Linked DNA regions of Mus musculus: region 2 is linked to region 1. A link is a contact called in public HiChIP or PLAC-seq data. All regions are on one chromosome and are shown on one strand. Each heading gives the region's core, a stretch centred on a gene start, on an enhancer-like site or on the middle of the called end of the contact. The rest is flanking DNA. Distances are from core to core; before and after follow the strand shown.

Region 1 (6,593 bases), core at 3,556-6,055:
GGAAAAGGCAGCATCTTTCCTTTTGGGGCCCCAGCCAGCCAGGATGCTGGTAGTTCTATCACTTCTGGTCTCCTAGGGCCAGAGCAGGACCAGTGGCTTTTTTTTAACACTGCTGGCTTGAAGACATATGCTCCTCCTCAAGTCTCAGATCGTTTTCTTTCCTTTCTTTTCTTCTGTGCATTTTGGTGGTAACTCCTATGTGTGCTTCCATGTGTATGTGGAAGGCACAAGTCGACGTTGGCTGTTGTTCCTTGGCTGTTCCTCGACTTTTCCTTTCCTCCCGCCTTCTCTTTGATGGCTTTTGTTGTCATTGTCATCCTTGTCTTTTCCGTCTGCTTTATTTTGAGACGGACTCTCACTTGGCCTGCTGACTTTGTTTATTTTTATATTATGTGCACTGGTGTTTTGCCTGTGTGCGTGTCAGTGTGAGGGTGTCCGATTCCCTGCAAGTGAACTTATAGACAGTTGTAAGCTGCCGTGCAGGTGCTGGGAATTGAACTCGGGTCCTCTGGAAGAGCAGTCAGCGTTCTTAACCAGCCCAATCAGAAGCTTTACATGAAAACAAAAGCCAACCAGCCTGGGTTCTGGGAAATCAAATGAAGGTCTTCATACCCTTTACACCCTGAGCTCTGGCCCGATCCCTGGCTTTTCTCCTTTGTGTGTCTGGACAAGATTTCATGGCCTTTAAAATTCAGATTGGCCTTTAGCTCAGTCTGTCATGGACGTGACCTTGGTCTCCTGATCCTCCTGCCTACCTACTAGGGCTGATCTTCCTGCCTGTGTGGAGCTCTGGTCCTCTGGAAGGAGCAGTAGCACTCCTAGCTGTGGAGTCCCTCTCCAATCTCACTGAGCAGAATTTTAGTGGTAAAGTAAGGATTGAGGGGATTGTCACAGAAATAAGCCCAAGTTTATAGCACAGCGTTGTCTTAGTGAACCTTGAGCTCATTCACTGCTTGGCCTTTATCAAATTACTTTTAAAAATGTTAAACTCCCTCTGTTATATGTGTATGAGTTTGTTTGGGTTTTTTTGTTTTTGTTTTTGGTTTTGGTTTTGGTTTGTTTTGTTTTTTGCCTGCAGGCATTTAAGTGCGTTACTTATGAAAGTCATAAGAGGGCTTTGGGTCCCCTGGAACTGAAGTTACAGTTGATTGTGAGACACAATATGGATGCTGGGAAGCAAAATCTGGGTCCTGTGCAAGAGCAATGAGTATCCAGACCCTTCCCAGCCTTCCCTGATCTTCCCATGCCCTCCTCCATCCATCCCTGACCTTCCCATGCCCTCCCTAGGCTCTTCCCAGATTTCCCTGAACTTCCCAGCCCCTTCCCATCCATCACTGACCTTCCCAGCACCCCCACCCCAGCCTCCTCTGTCCTTCCCAGGTTCTCCCCAATTCCCTGTCTGGCCTTGATAAGAAACACTGCTCGGTGAACCAAAGTTGGACACTCACCTCCTCTCTTCTTAAGGCCTCAAGACAACCTTCACTCATGCCCTGCTAAAAACAGATTACAGTAGTACCGAACCTGAGATTTTTTTTGCACCCAGAATTCGGAGTATGCTAGGCAAGCTCCCTGCCTACTGATTGCATATTCATCCCCTTACTATTTTGAGGCAGGGTCTCATGTGCCTCACCTAGTCTGGCCTTGAACTTGGTCTGTAGCTGAGGCTGACATGAACTTCTGAACCTTCTCTCCGCACCTCCAGAGTTCTAGGATTACAGGCATGCCCCAGCATGCCCTGCCAGAACTCTTGACGTCAGATCACCAGGCAAAGGTCCTGGGACTAGGAGCTTTCAGGAAGTAGTCTGGGATGCCTGAGGTATCTAGGAATTAGTGGTGTTCTGTGTGGTCTCACTGAGGGAAGCCAGGCGAAATCTGGCGACTCAGCCCTAACAGCCAGGGCTCTTGGCTCTAAGCAACAGGAAACAATTCTGGCTTATTTAAGCAGAAAAGGACTTTTATCAAAATGATCTTGGAGAACTCAAAAAATAACCAGGAGGGCTGGCGAGTGGTTTGGAAAGCAGACGGAACAAAGGAAGCCATGCAGCAGTCTGGATCGTGGTCCAAGTCTGGCCAATCGGGTGACAAGTCTCAAGTGAAGTCCATAAAATCTCGGCATATATTGTCATATGTGGACATGGAGATGGTCCCCGTTGCCCCAGTGCCATCTGCTGTCACAATGGATCTCTGTGTTCCTCACGCCTCTGTGTCAGCGGCCCCCCTGACTTCCAGGTCTTAGATGGAGGTATCTGATCAGTTGACCCTAAGCCGAAGACAACTGGAAGAGTAGCTGTCTGGTAGTTTTAACTCTGATGGGCAACAAATAAGGAGGGTTCTGTGAATGTGGCAGCAGGGCCTGAATGGTGGTTGGCTGTCCAACTACTCCTGGGGCAAAGGAGAATAGCTACAATTAGAAACCTTGCGTTTCCTTTTTCAATCCCTTCTCCTAGCAACCTTACATGAGCTGCTTCTGGTCTTTGGGTCTCAGTTGTATTTCACTGCCTACCATCCAGCCTCTGAGCCTGTGGCACGTGTAGTGTGGTGGCCTCTACTCTGCTCTGAGTTCTTGGGCAAAGACATGCTCCAAGATTGCGAAAGCTCCAAGTGCACTGAAGCCGCTGGGTGTGTGTAATGCACAAGAGTATGGGGTTTGTAGTGTAGAAACTGAAAGACCCTGTTCACCAGCCATGTGACCCTGGTGCATTCCTTAACTCCTTGGGACCTCAGCTTCCTTAGCTGTAAAATGGAGGTGTGGTATCAGGTCCTCCACCTCCTTTCTAACCCTGTGCTATGAAGCCTTCTTACTCCGAAGGATGGAAATCTAAAAACTACATCTCCCAGACACCTTTGCAGCTGGGGCTGCGGATGAGAATTCAATTTTGACAATTAGATACATTTGTGTGAGGTTTGGAAGGAAGGCATGAAGCAGACTGTCTTCGGCTCTGGCTGCAGTCGCTGGACACACTGTGTGGTTGGGGGTAGGGGGAGGGTATGTGGGGTTATGTGTGACAATATTTTGGCAATTGCTCAGCCGCTGATTCTTGTGGGTAGAGGCACAGGCTCTTGTGGCTCTTGAGAAAGGCCGTGGTGGCATGGGATCCTAATCATTAGATCTCAGCTGCAATCTGCAATCAGTGCAGCTCCCGCCCCCACCCCACCCCCCAACTCCCCTGCTTCTCACTTTCCTGCTAGTGGCAGAGAGGGCGGCAATCTTGGGGACCAATTCAATGGTAGTGTCTTGTGAGTTCAGAGACTGTTCCTCTCGGGCCTTCCAGGAATTTTGTGAGCACCTAATTTCCTGGAGTAATTTCCTATTCTTGCTTAAAATAGCTGGAAACATTCTCTGTTCCCTGCAATTGGATTCTAGCTGCGGGAGTTGATGACACTCCACGCTTGTGGGCCGGGTGTTGATGGAATGCTGTGGGCTAGTGGGCGCTGCCTAGTACACTGTTTATAAGGCCCTTGCAGACTGCTGGCAGTTTCCAAGAAAGGGTATGTCCGTTTGCACCCAGGACTAGCTGTGAGTGGAAGCCACCTCACATTTTACCAGCTCCTAGTCCTAGTTTTACATAGAGTTACTGGGGCAGAAAGCAGCCTGAGAGACTTCCGATTATTCCTGTGGGTCATCTGCGTCCTCAAGGCTGAACTGGTGTTTGCTTGTTTGGGAGCGAGAATCCCACCTCTTTGCAGAGTGATGACTGGCACCACAGAGGTGCCACAAACACCTGGGAAGAGAGAAAGTCAGCTGCCAAAGGCCACTCCCAGCCCCGTGCCCACCATGGACACTAGGATTACTACCTCCCTATTAATTGGTTATATTTGTGAAGCCTTCTCTTCTGTCCCTCTGCCAGCAAGTTTGAAGATCGACCTGAAGACAGATCTCTTTCTCTGGGGAATGACGAACATGCTCACTGCTGTGGGATGGGCATTTAAGAGTTTTCAGAGAAGCTAGCCTGTGGTATTTTGCCTGTAATCTGAATAGTAGCCATATTTGAGGCTAGGCTGGGCTACTTGAGACTCTGGTCTTAAGGGAACTAAACCAAAGTTTCCAGAGAAAAACCTGGAAAGAAAGGCAATTTTGTCCCGGAATTACCCGGGGGTTGTGTGTGTGTGTGTGTGTGTGTGTGTGTGTGTGTGTGGTGGATTTCAAAACCCAATGGTAGGTTTGGAGCCGCAGTCTCAGCCCAGGGGCTCTGGGGGCTCTGCTAGCCACTGAGGGAGGAGCAGAAAGTCTTTAGGGTCAGAGAAAAACAGAGCTGTGTGGAGTCTTCGAGCCCCACCAAGCTCTGGACAGATTGCTCCTTCCCCTCAAGGCTCAAATCTTTCAACTCTCCCCTTCACTACTCTCTTGGACCCAAACCTTTCAACTCTTCTCCCTCTCGGCTGGCTCGAATCCACCCAGCTTTCTTCCACACAATGGAAACTCATTGTGAAGTGACGGGCCTGGCAGGTGGCTCTCAGATCCCCCAGCTGGGTGGAAGCCGGATTGGGCTTGGCTTCCAGAACAATCCAGGATCTTCGCGGGGCTGGAAGATGAGTGGGAGGGATAAAGTGTTCCAGTGGCTTTCACCAGCCCCAGTCAACTGTGAGACCAGAGGAGGAGAGAGGGGGCAGATAAAGGCAGCTTTCTCCGGGCGTGCCCAGTTGGAGCTGGTGCGGTTTGAAGTTTTGTGTGGTTTGGCAAAGTTCCTTTTTTTTTTTTTTTTTTTTTTTTTTTTTTTGCTGTTTCGAAACTGCAGCAGTACACAGTGGCAAAGGTCACTGGACACCACAAGCTACCCCTGAAATGCAGGAGGTGGCGGGTCTTGTCAGGCGCATGTCCCAGGATACCAGGGCAAAGAGAGGCCAGGCAGGTCCTGGCCACACATCGAACTCCCAGGTCGCGCTTGAGAAAAAAAAAAAAAAAAAAAAAAGCCACCTCCCGGAAGGCAAGCGAGACAACGCTTTGGCTCTGGCGAGCTGAGCCGCTGCTGGCTGGGTGGCTCAACACAGCTAACTGGAAAGACGAACCTTCGCATTCGGATTCCATCTTTGGCCTCAAGGAGAAAGAGCGACGCTGGGGACACCGCCTGGAGCCTGCGCGCATAGCACCGGACGGCTCTTCCTCCCACCCCAGGCTTCCCGTTTAACCTTTAAAGTGCCGGAAAAATCTGCAGCCCAAGCGGGCTAGCCTTCCACCCGCTGAGGAGATACGGGTTCTCTGGAATTGGGCGTGGCAAGGCGGAGGTCACTGCAAAATAGAATCGGACACTCGTGCTGCTTGGGAGGGGAGACTAGGGAGTCTGGCAGGTCCCAGCGGGCTCACACCCTCCCAGGACCTTCCTGCCTCCGCTGAAGGTGGGGACTGAGAAGGAGGCAAGCGTGGAGAAAAGGACGTGGGAAGACACTGGTCACGGAGGAGACTATTTTTAGTCTTTGCTACAGCTGCGTGCGTTTCTCTGACGAACTAGTCAGGGACAATTCTCCTGGCTGAAAACAGTGTAAACTTTCCACGGGGAGTGGGGGTGGGGGTGGAGGGCAGTGTGGAGGTGACACAGGAGGGGTGGGGAGAGAGGTGGTTGGTGGTGCAGGAAAGGGACAGAGAGGGGGAAATCCCCGAATATTCCTCACAGACTTGACAGGAACACCAGAATCTCTCCTTGATAGAACAAGGTCCTCCAGCCTCCTCACCCCAAAGAGAGCTCAGCTTTCACCATAGATCTTCAAGGTGGGCACCCTCCCCCTTTTGTTTAATATCTTGGAGACCACACAGGCAAGATTGGGGACTTGTTCATCATGCCTTCTAACTGGGGACAATGCCTCCTGGGTGGCATCAGTCACAATCCAATCATTAAACAAATAACAAAGATCTCAAACAGGAAAATAGAAGTGGGGGAGGATCTAGAGCTAGATTCTTGGAGGGAAGGCTGTGTGTCCTGGTTATCTAGGTCAGTAGTGCCCACAGTGTGGTTCCAGGATCCCTCTGATAATCAGGGCCCTGAGATCCAGGACCTCTGAAAAGGCTTTTGTGATTACAAACCTAGGGGAGGCTGGGTTTTCATTAATCTAAGGCGACATGTCAGTACCCCAACTTAGTGGATGCTCCAGCAGCTGTCAAGAAGAGAGAGAGAGAGAGAGAGAGAAAGAAAGAAAGAAAGAAAGAAAGAAAGAGGAAAGATGCTTGCCACCACCGAGTCTGAGGACCTGAGTTCTTTCCACGCACGGGACTCCCATGGTGGAGGGGGAAAATCATCTTCCACAGGTTATCTCCTGACTGCCGGGGCACGTGAGCACAAACATACATATAACATTTATATGTCATTTACATTATATGCATGGGTGTTTTGCCTGCGTATGAGGTGACCAGAGGGTGTTCCATCCCTTGGGAATGGAATTACAGATAGTTGTAAGCTGCCATGTGGGTGTTGTGACTTGAACCCTGGGTCCTCTGGAAGAGCAGACAGCCATCTCTCCAGCTCCCATAAATGCAATTTTTAGAATTAAGAAGGGAAATGGAGCCGGGCCATGGTGTCACACGCCTTTAATCCCAGCACTCGGGAGGCAGAGGCAGGCAGATTTATGAGTTCGAGGCCAGCCTGGTCTACAGAGTGAGTTCC
Region 2 (6,447 bases), core at 2,729-5,228, 89 kb after region 1:
AGCCATGGATACACAGAGAAGCCCTGTCTCGAAAAATCAAAATAAATAAATAAATAAATAAATAAATAAATAAATAAATATCTGTGCCTAGGAATGCCTATGTAAGACTGTGCTGTGCTGACCGAGAAGGGAAGCTAGGGGCTTTCTTTAGTCACTTTAGTGGGTTGAAGGATAGCAGGGATGGTTAGGAGATATTGGTGTCTGTGAGGTGCACACACACACACACACACACACACACACACACACACGCTCACACACACGAATGCAAGCTTCCTAGTGCCTGCCATGGTGTTTGTGTGGTGGTCAGAGGACAATGAATAAATAAATAGATTCATTCTTTCCCTCTATGACATGGGTTCCCAGAATTGAACTCAGGTTGTCAGGCTTGATGACAAGTCTTTTTTTTTTTAACCCACTGAACCATTTTGTTGTACTTAAAGTTATATTTTTACTAGTTTCATTGAGAGACAGTTCATATTGGACATGGTTGGGTCATCAGGTAAAGATGTGCACGCGACCTGTGTTCAATCCCTGGAATCAGTGTAAGGGTGGAAGGAGAGAAGGTTGCCCACTGACCCTCCAGCACCATGGTAAACACATACTTCCTCATATGTGCTTCATACATCATACATGCCAATGGCAATGGTAACAAATAAAATTAACAATTCAAAATAAAGCAGTTGATTGCTTCAGGCGCTATGTAGCTCGGCTGGGCATGCCTGCTTTTTGGGCAGACTCAGAATGTAACTTTTTTCCTTTCCTTCTTCTGTCTCTTATCCCTTCGTTTGGATACTGGTCAGAGCCTGGACAGGCTTGCCTGACACCTTGGGCTTCCTTACCCGTCCCTGCTCCATTCAGTCACCTTGAGGCTCTTCACGCCTCACTCAAAGGGCTCTGTCTCTTCCTCTAATCTATCTTCTTCCTGAGAGCCACCAAATGTCCGCTTTGCCCATTCTGTAGTTTTGCTTTTAAACTCAATAAAAATGTCCTTGAGCTTCTAAAACATAAAAATAAAGTTTACAAGTCCATGGTTTTTGGTATACCACTAATTTTTTTGTAGCAAAATATTTGTAACATAAAATATGACATTTGAGCTTTTAATTTTTTTTTGTATATGTGATGGTTTGTGTATGTTCAGCCCAGGGAGTGGCACTATTAGAAGGTGTGGCCTTGTTAGAGTAGATCACTGGGTGTGGCTTTAAGATCTTCATCCTAGTTGTCTGGAAGTCAGTATTCTGCTAACAGCCTTCAGATGAAGACAGAACTCTCAGCTCCTCCTGCACCATGCCTGCCTAGATGCTGCCATGCTCCTGCCTTGATGATAATGGACTGAACCTCTGAACCTGTAAGCCAGCCCCAATTAAATTAGACTTGCCTTGGTCATGGTGTCTGTTCACAGCAATAAAACCCTAACTAAGACAGAATACAACTCAATAGTATTATGCATATTCACAGTGTGGTATAGCTACCATCTCCCTCCATCTGCTTCCAAACATTTTTCCTTTTCTTTTTTTCTCTTCTTTTAAAATAGAAAGTAGCCCAGGCTAGCCTCAAACACATGATATGGTCAAGACTGGCACTGAACTTCTGATCCTCCTGTCTCCATTTCCTGAGTGCAAGGATCACAGGAATGCTCTACTACTCCCAGCTTTCCAAAATGTTTTCTTACTCTAAAAATAAACTGCGTAACTCTAAGCAGTAACCAAGCCCCACTCTGCCTTTTCCTCAGCACTGGGAATTCGCTAGGCTTGTTTTTGCCTCTGTGAATTTGCCTATTTAGACATTTCACATAAACAAAAATCATACAATATTTGTTCTTATTGGTCTGGTTTCTTTGACTCAGAATTTACTCATGTATTCATGTACGTATGTATGTGTCTGTCTGTCTGTCTGTCTATCTGCTTTAGCAGTTTTAGTCACAATATTCCAAATTTGGAATATCTCAAATGCCAATCAAGAAAAAAAAATAAATGAAGGGCTAGGTGATGGTTCGACAGGTAAAGGTGGTTGCCCCCACACCTGATGTCCTGAGTACCATCCCTGGGACTTACATGGTCAAAGGGAGATTCAAGTTCTATTTCTGGGACCTGCATAACAGAAAGAGAGAGCTGACCCCATAGTTTTATGACCTTCGTGTGCACGCCATTGCTCATTTCTGCACCCCCCACCGTGCACACACAAATTGACACCAAAAAGAAGTAAATGGTAAACAAGTGTAAATAATTTAAAAAGAGACATAGGAGCAGACACGGGCATGGTATACAACGTAATCTTACCACCAAAAAGGAGTGAATTATTGAAATGTACAGCAATGTCAAGTACACTAAAAATATTGCCAGCATGGAGATTTGAAGATCCATCCACGCTGTAACACATACCAGCAATTCATTCTTTTGTGAGCTTGGATATTATTTCACACTGTGGCTATAGCCTGCTTTGCTCTCTGTGGAAGAATGCTGACCGCTTCCATACTTCTGCTGTTTGTGAATAAAGCTGCTACCATGCTTTATTTTTTTATTTATTTATTTTTTTATTTTATTCTTTGAGTCCTAGCTCTGACTACCTTCGGGGATGTACGAAAGCAGAGAGTTTCTGGGCCATGGGAACATTACTGCTCTCATCATTTTGCTATATGTTTTATCTCTCACGACGAAAAGGAGACAAGCTCTTGGCTTCTGAGGCAGCTCAGTGGGTAAAGTGCTTGATGCAAATATTTATCTGTTTGTTCTGCTTCTCAGCTCCCGAAACAGTCTCCTGGTCCACTGAGTAGGTGTACACTCTGGAAAGCATGTCTTTCGAGGATCAAAGGCTGTGTTCTGGATGGGGGTGGTTAGAACTGCTCAACCCTCTCAGCTTTTCTTACCTCTTTGCTCTGCTCAGCAGTTAGGTTCCAATTGTACTTATATAGTGTCTCACGTAGCTCAGGCTGGCCTCAGACTTGCTATGTAGCTAAGGATGACCTTGAACTCCTCTTCCTAGTCTGCCTTCTATGAGCTGGGAATCATAGGTGTGTGCTGCCGCGCAGGCTATAATTTTTGAGATGGGAAAAAAATGAGAGGTTCATTTGCAGCAGAGTGCAGCAGAGCTGAGGGAATAATTGGCTATGCAGGGAAAGGAGAGGCCTGCGGGAGCCAGCTGTGCACGGATGGATGAGTGGGGACGGTGTTGGCTGGGACGTGACAGTTCATTCTCAGTGGAAAGTGGGAAGGCAGGCTGGAGGGTGTGGTGGCGGAGGCTGGGGATGGCTTCAGTTTGTTGAATGAGCTAGGAAGCAAGACCGTCATCTGCAAGGAAAGAAAGGGCGGAGGACAAGGAGATGTCAGAGTGTGGAGGAAGTGGGAAGTTGTCACCTAGGAGACTGTCACCAGGGCAATAACTAGCAAGATATAGGCTAATGGCTGAGTAGCATTTAGTTCAAATGAGTGCCATGACCGTTAAGTTAGAGTGGGCCCCAGCAGTGTGTAGGGAATGAGTGTAGGCTGGAGTAGGTGGTAACTAGGGCTGATGGATTCTCCCTAAAGCATACAGAGAGAGCTAAGGAACTGAAGATATCTGCCTAGGGATGATGGGAACAATTCCTTGTGGTGTTTAAGTTGTGTGTGTGTGTGTGGGGGGCAGTGTAAAGGACATCAAGAGGAGGCACTGTGCAAACACTGAGATGGGGGTGGCTTTCAGGGAAGCCAGAGATGGCAAAGCCTGCCAGAGTCTCCTATGATCTCTAGGGGCTGACCTGGGAAGATCAGGGGAGAAAGGGGGAGCTGAAAAGGGAGGCGGCAACTTTGTACCCGTAGATAAACCTAGAACCTTCCTGGCTGAATTCCTGGCTACGTTCCCTGTGTCCCAGAAAACCTTGAGCAGCAATTAAGAGAAAGCCCTGTTCCTTTGTTCTCCTCCAGCTGGGCTCAAGAGGAGGCCCTGGGCTAGCAATCAAGCTAACCACTCACACTCCAAGCCTTCTACCTCATTCCTTTCTCCATCAGATAGCGAGTGGAGTCATCAGAGTTAGAAGCCAGGGCAGCTGGGCCCTGTTATTTATGGAGATAAGAAGGATGGCTCATTCTCCATTTGAAAAAAAAAAAAAACCAAGACCTGCATGGTGATTGGAGAGATCTGAAGTCTGATTTACCAACACCAGACCCTAACCCTTGATCCCAATTCCTGCCCTGCATCACGTAGTCAGAGAAAAACCATCCCCAGCCCCTACCCCAGAGGCAAGCAAGTCAGCAGTGGCTCTTTGCTTCCTGTGATTAATAGGTTGCCCTGGCCTCCCAGGCCTCCTCTTATTTGCCCTGGCCTCCAGGCTTCCCCTTCTGGATTCCAAGCTTCCCCTGCCCCCACAGCCAGGTTGCGTATAGGACTCAGGAATTTCTTGTTAAGGAACTTACAGAGCTACACCCAGGAAAGCTCTGGGGGAGACAATGGATGAGCACCCCCTTTCTTCTTGCTTCTCCTCTTCTTTGCCAATCCTCTTTCTCCTCTCTCTCTCTTCCCCTCCTCCCCTCTTCCTCCCCCTCCTGCTCTCTCTCTTCTTCAGCTTTTGATTCATTTCACATACAGTGTTTTGCCACTGCCTCCTGAGGGGCTACGAACCTTCCAGGGAGACTTCTCAGAGGCTGGCTTCCTGGTTGGAGAGACTGAAATGTGCTAGCAATTGGGTAATCATAGTTGATTGAACTAGAACCCCCAAACAGACATATCATTCACATCAGGCTTCGGTGTTCCAGGCTCTGTTGGAAAGAGAGAAGAGGGCAATCCCTCAGGTGGTTGCCCTTCCAACTCACACATTCATTCCTTAGTTCATTCATTCATTTATTCATCCATTGAATCCTCATTGAGCAGCTACCAGGCTCTAGGTTCTGCTCTAGGCAGCAGGAGTGAAGCCAGGTGGGCTCTCTGTCATTTTGGGCTTGTGTTCCCTGGTTTCCTAGTCTTCTTGGTAAACCCCCTTGAGGTCGGCAGTTATGGTTTCCTTGAGCAGGTATCCCCAGATTTATAAGGGAGCATTCAAGTAATGCCACCCTGAGTTGAAAATAGCTCAAGTTAAAAGTTTGTGCAGGGGCCGGAGGGATTATTCAATGGTTAAGAGGGCGACTCCTCTTCCAGAGGATCTAGGTTCAATACCCAGCCTCCACATGGCAGCTCATAACTATCTGTAGCTCCAATTCCAGGGGATCCAGCACCTTCAAAGATAGGTGGAGGCAAAACACCAATGCACATAAAATAAAGCTTTTGTAAAAGTTTAGTTGTTTGACTAACATGATCAAAGTCCTAAGTTTGAGTCCCAGCATTGTATAAGTGAGACATGGGGACATATGCTTGTAATCTCAAGAGTTGGGAGGTGGAGGCTGGAGGATCAGAAGTTTGAGGCCAGCTCCTGCTCTAGTTGGTTTTCTGTTGCTGTGATAGATATCGTGATCAAAAGCAACCTGTGGAGAAAGGGGTTCATTTAATTGTCCAGTCAATAGTCTATAATGAAGGGCAGTCAGTAAAGGAACCTGGAAGTATGGACCAAAGCTGAACTCATGGAGAAATACTGCCTTCTGGCTCACTCCCCACAGTTTCCTCAGCTTGCTTCATATATAACCCAGGATCACATGACCACGTGTCCAGGTGGCATCTCCAATAGTGGACCGGGCTCTCCCACATCAATCATCAGTTAAGAAAATGCCCCCACAGACTGCTTACCATCCTGATGGAGGCCTTTTGTCAGTTGTGATGTTCTCTTTCGAGTTGACTCTAGCTTGTGCCTCGTTGACAAAATCTAAGTAGTACAGTTACACAGTTAGTTTTAGAGTTCAAGGCCAGCCTGTGATACACCAGGTCTTGTCTCATAACAACAAAAATAACAATAACAGGGGCTGGAGAGATGGCTCAGAGGTTAAGAGAACTGGCTGCTCTTCCAGAGGTCCTGAGTTCAATTCCCAGTAACCACAAGGTGGCTCACAACCATCTGTAATGGGATCTGACACCCTCTTCTGGTGTGTCTGAAGACAGCAACAGTGTTCTCACAAATAAATAAATATTAAAAATAACAATAACAAGCCGGGTGTGGTGGCACACACCTTTAATCCCAGCACTCAGGAGGCAGAGGCAGGCGGATTTCTGAGTTTGAGGCCAGCCTGGTCTACAAAGTGAGCTCCAGGACAGCCAGGGCTACACAGAGAAACCCTGTCTCAAAAAACAAACAAACAAACAAAATAACAATAACAAGCCATCTTACCTACTGCCAATTGTAGCTTAGCCCACTGTATCCCTTTTTTTAAAATTAGATGTTTTCTTTATTTACATTGCAACTGTTATCTCCTTTCCTGGTTCCACCCCCCCCCAAAGCCCCCTATCCCCTCCCCAGTACCCCTGTTCACTAACCCACCCACTCCTGCTTCCTGGTCCTGGCATTCTCCTACACTGGGGCATAGAACCTCCCACAAGGCCATCCTCTGCTACATA

What was found. HiChIP or PLAC-seq counts read pairs in DNA pulled down with a chosen protein or histone mark.
Region 2: an H3K27ac HiChIP or PLAC-seq map of trophoblast stem cells shows a contact between it and region 1, with 2.8 times the contacts expected there. The contact joins two enhancer-like sites. A contact is called at or near these places in 1 of 39 promoter capture datasets (liver), 21 of 484 Hi-C or Micro-C datasets (the G1E-ER4 cell line, the HL-1 cell line, the N1E-115 cell line and 8 more) and 5 of 115 datasets of contacts at active chromatin or transcription factors (differentiating embryonic stem cells, embryonic stem cells and trophoblast stem cells).

Annotation. Positions count from the first base shown.
Region 1 is chrX:12,247,521-12,254,113 of GRCm38.p6, forward strand. No RefSeq gene overlaps it. Among named protein-coding and RNA genes, the nearest start is that of Gm14635, 100 kb to the right of the region's middle. Within about 2 kb of position 4,806, at least 125 of the 459 cell types and tissues checked have an H3K27ac peak or open chromatin away from gene starts, as enhancers often do. A contact at or near this core is called in the N1E-115 cell line and trophoblast stem cells, where this site is marked.
Region 2 is chrX:12,337,578-12,344,024 of GRCm38.p6, forward strand. Gm14635 (predicted gene 14635) reads right to left here. Exons shown (of 4, transcript NR_045321.1): 2 at 5,686-5,761; 3 at 4,591-4,727; 4 at 2,202-3,284. Among named protein-coding and RNA genes, the nearest start is that of Gm14635, 14 kb to the right of the region's middle. Within about 2 kb of position 3,979, at least 21 of the 459 cell types and tissues checked have an H3K27ac peak or open chromatin away from gene starts, as enhancers often do. A contact at or near this core is called in the N1E-115 cell line and trophoblast stem cells, where this site is marked.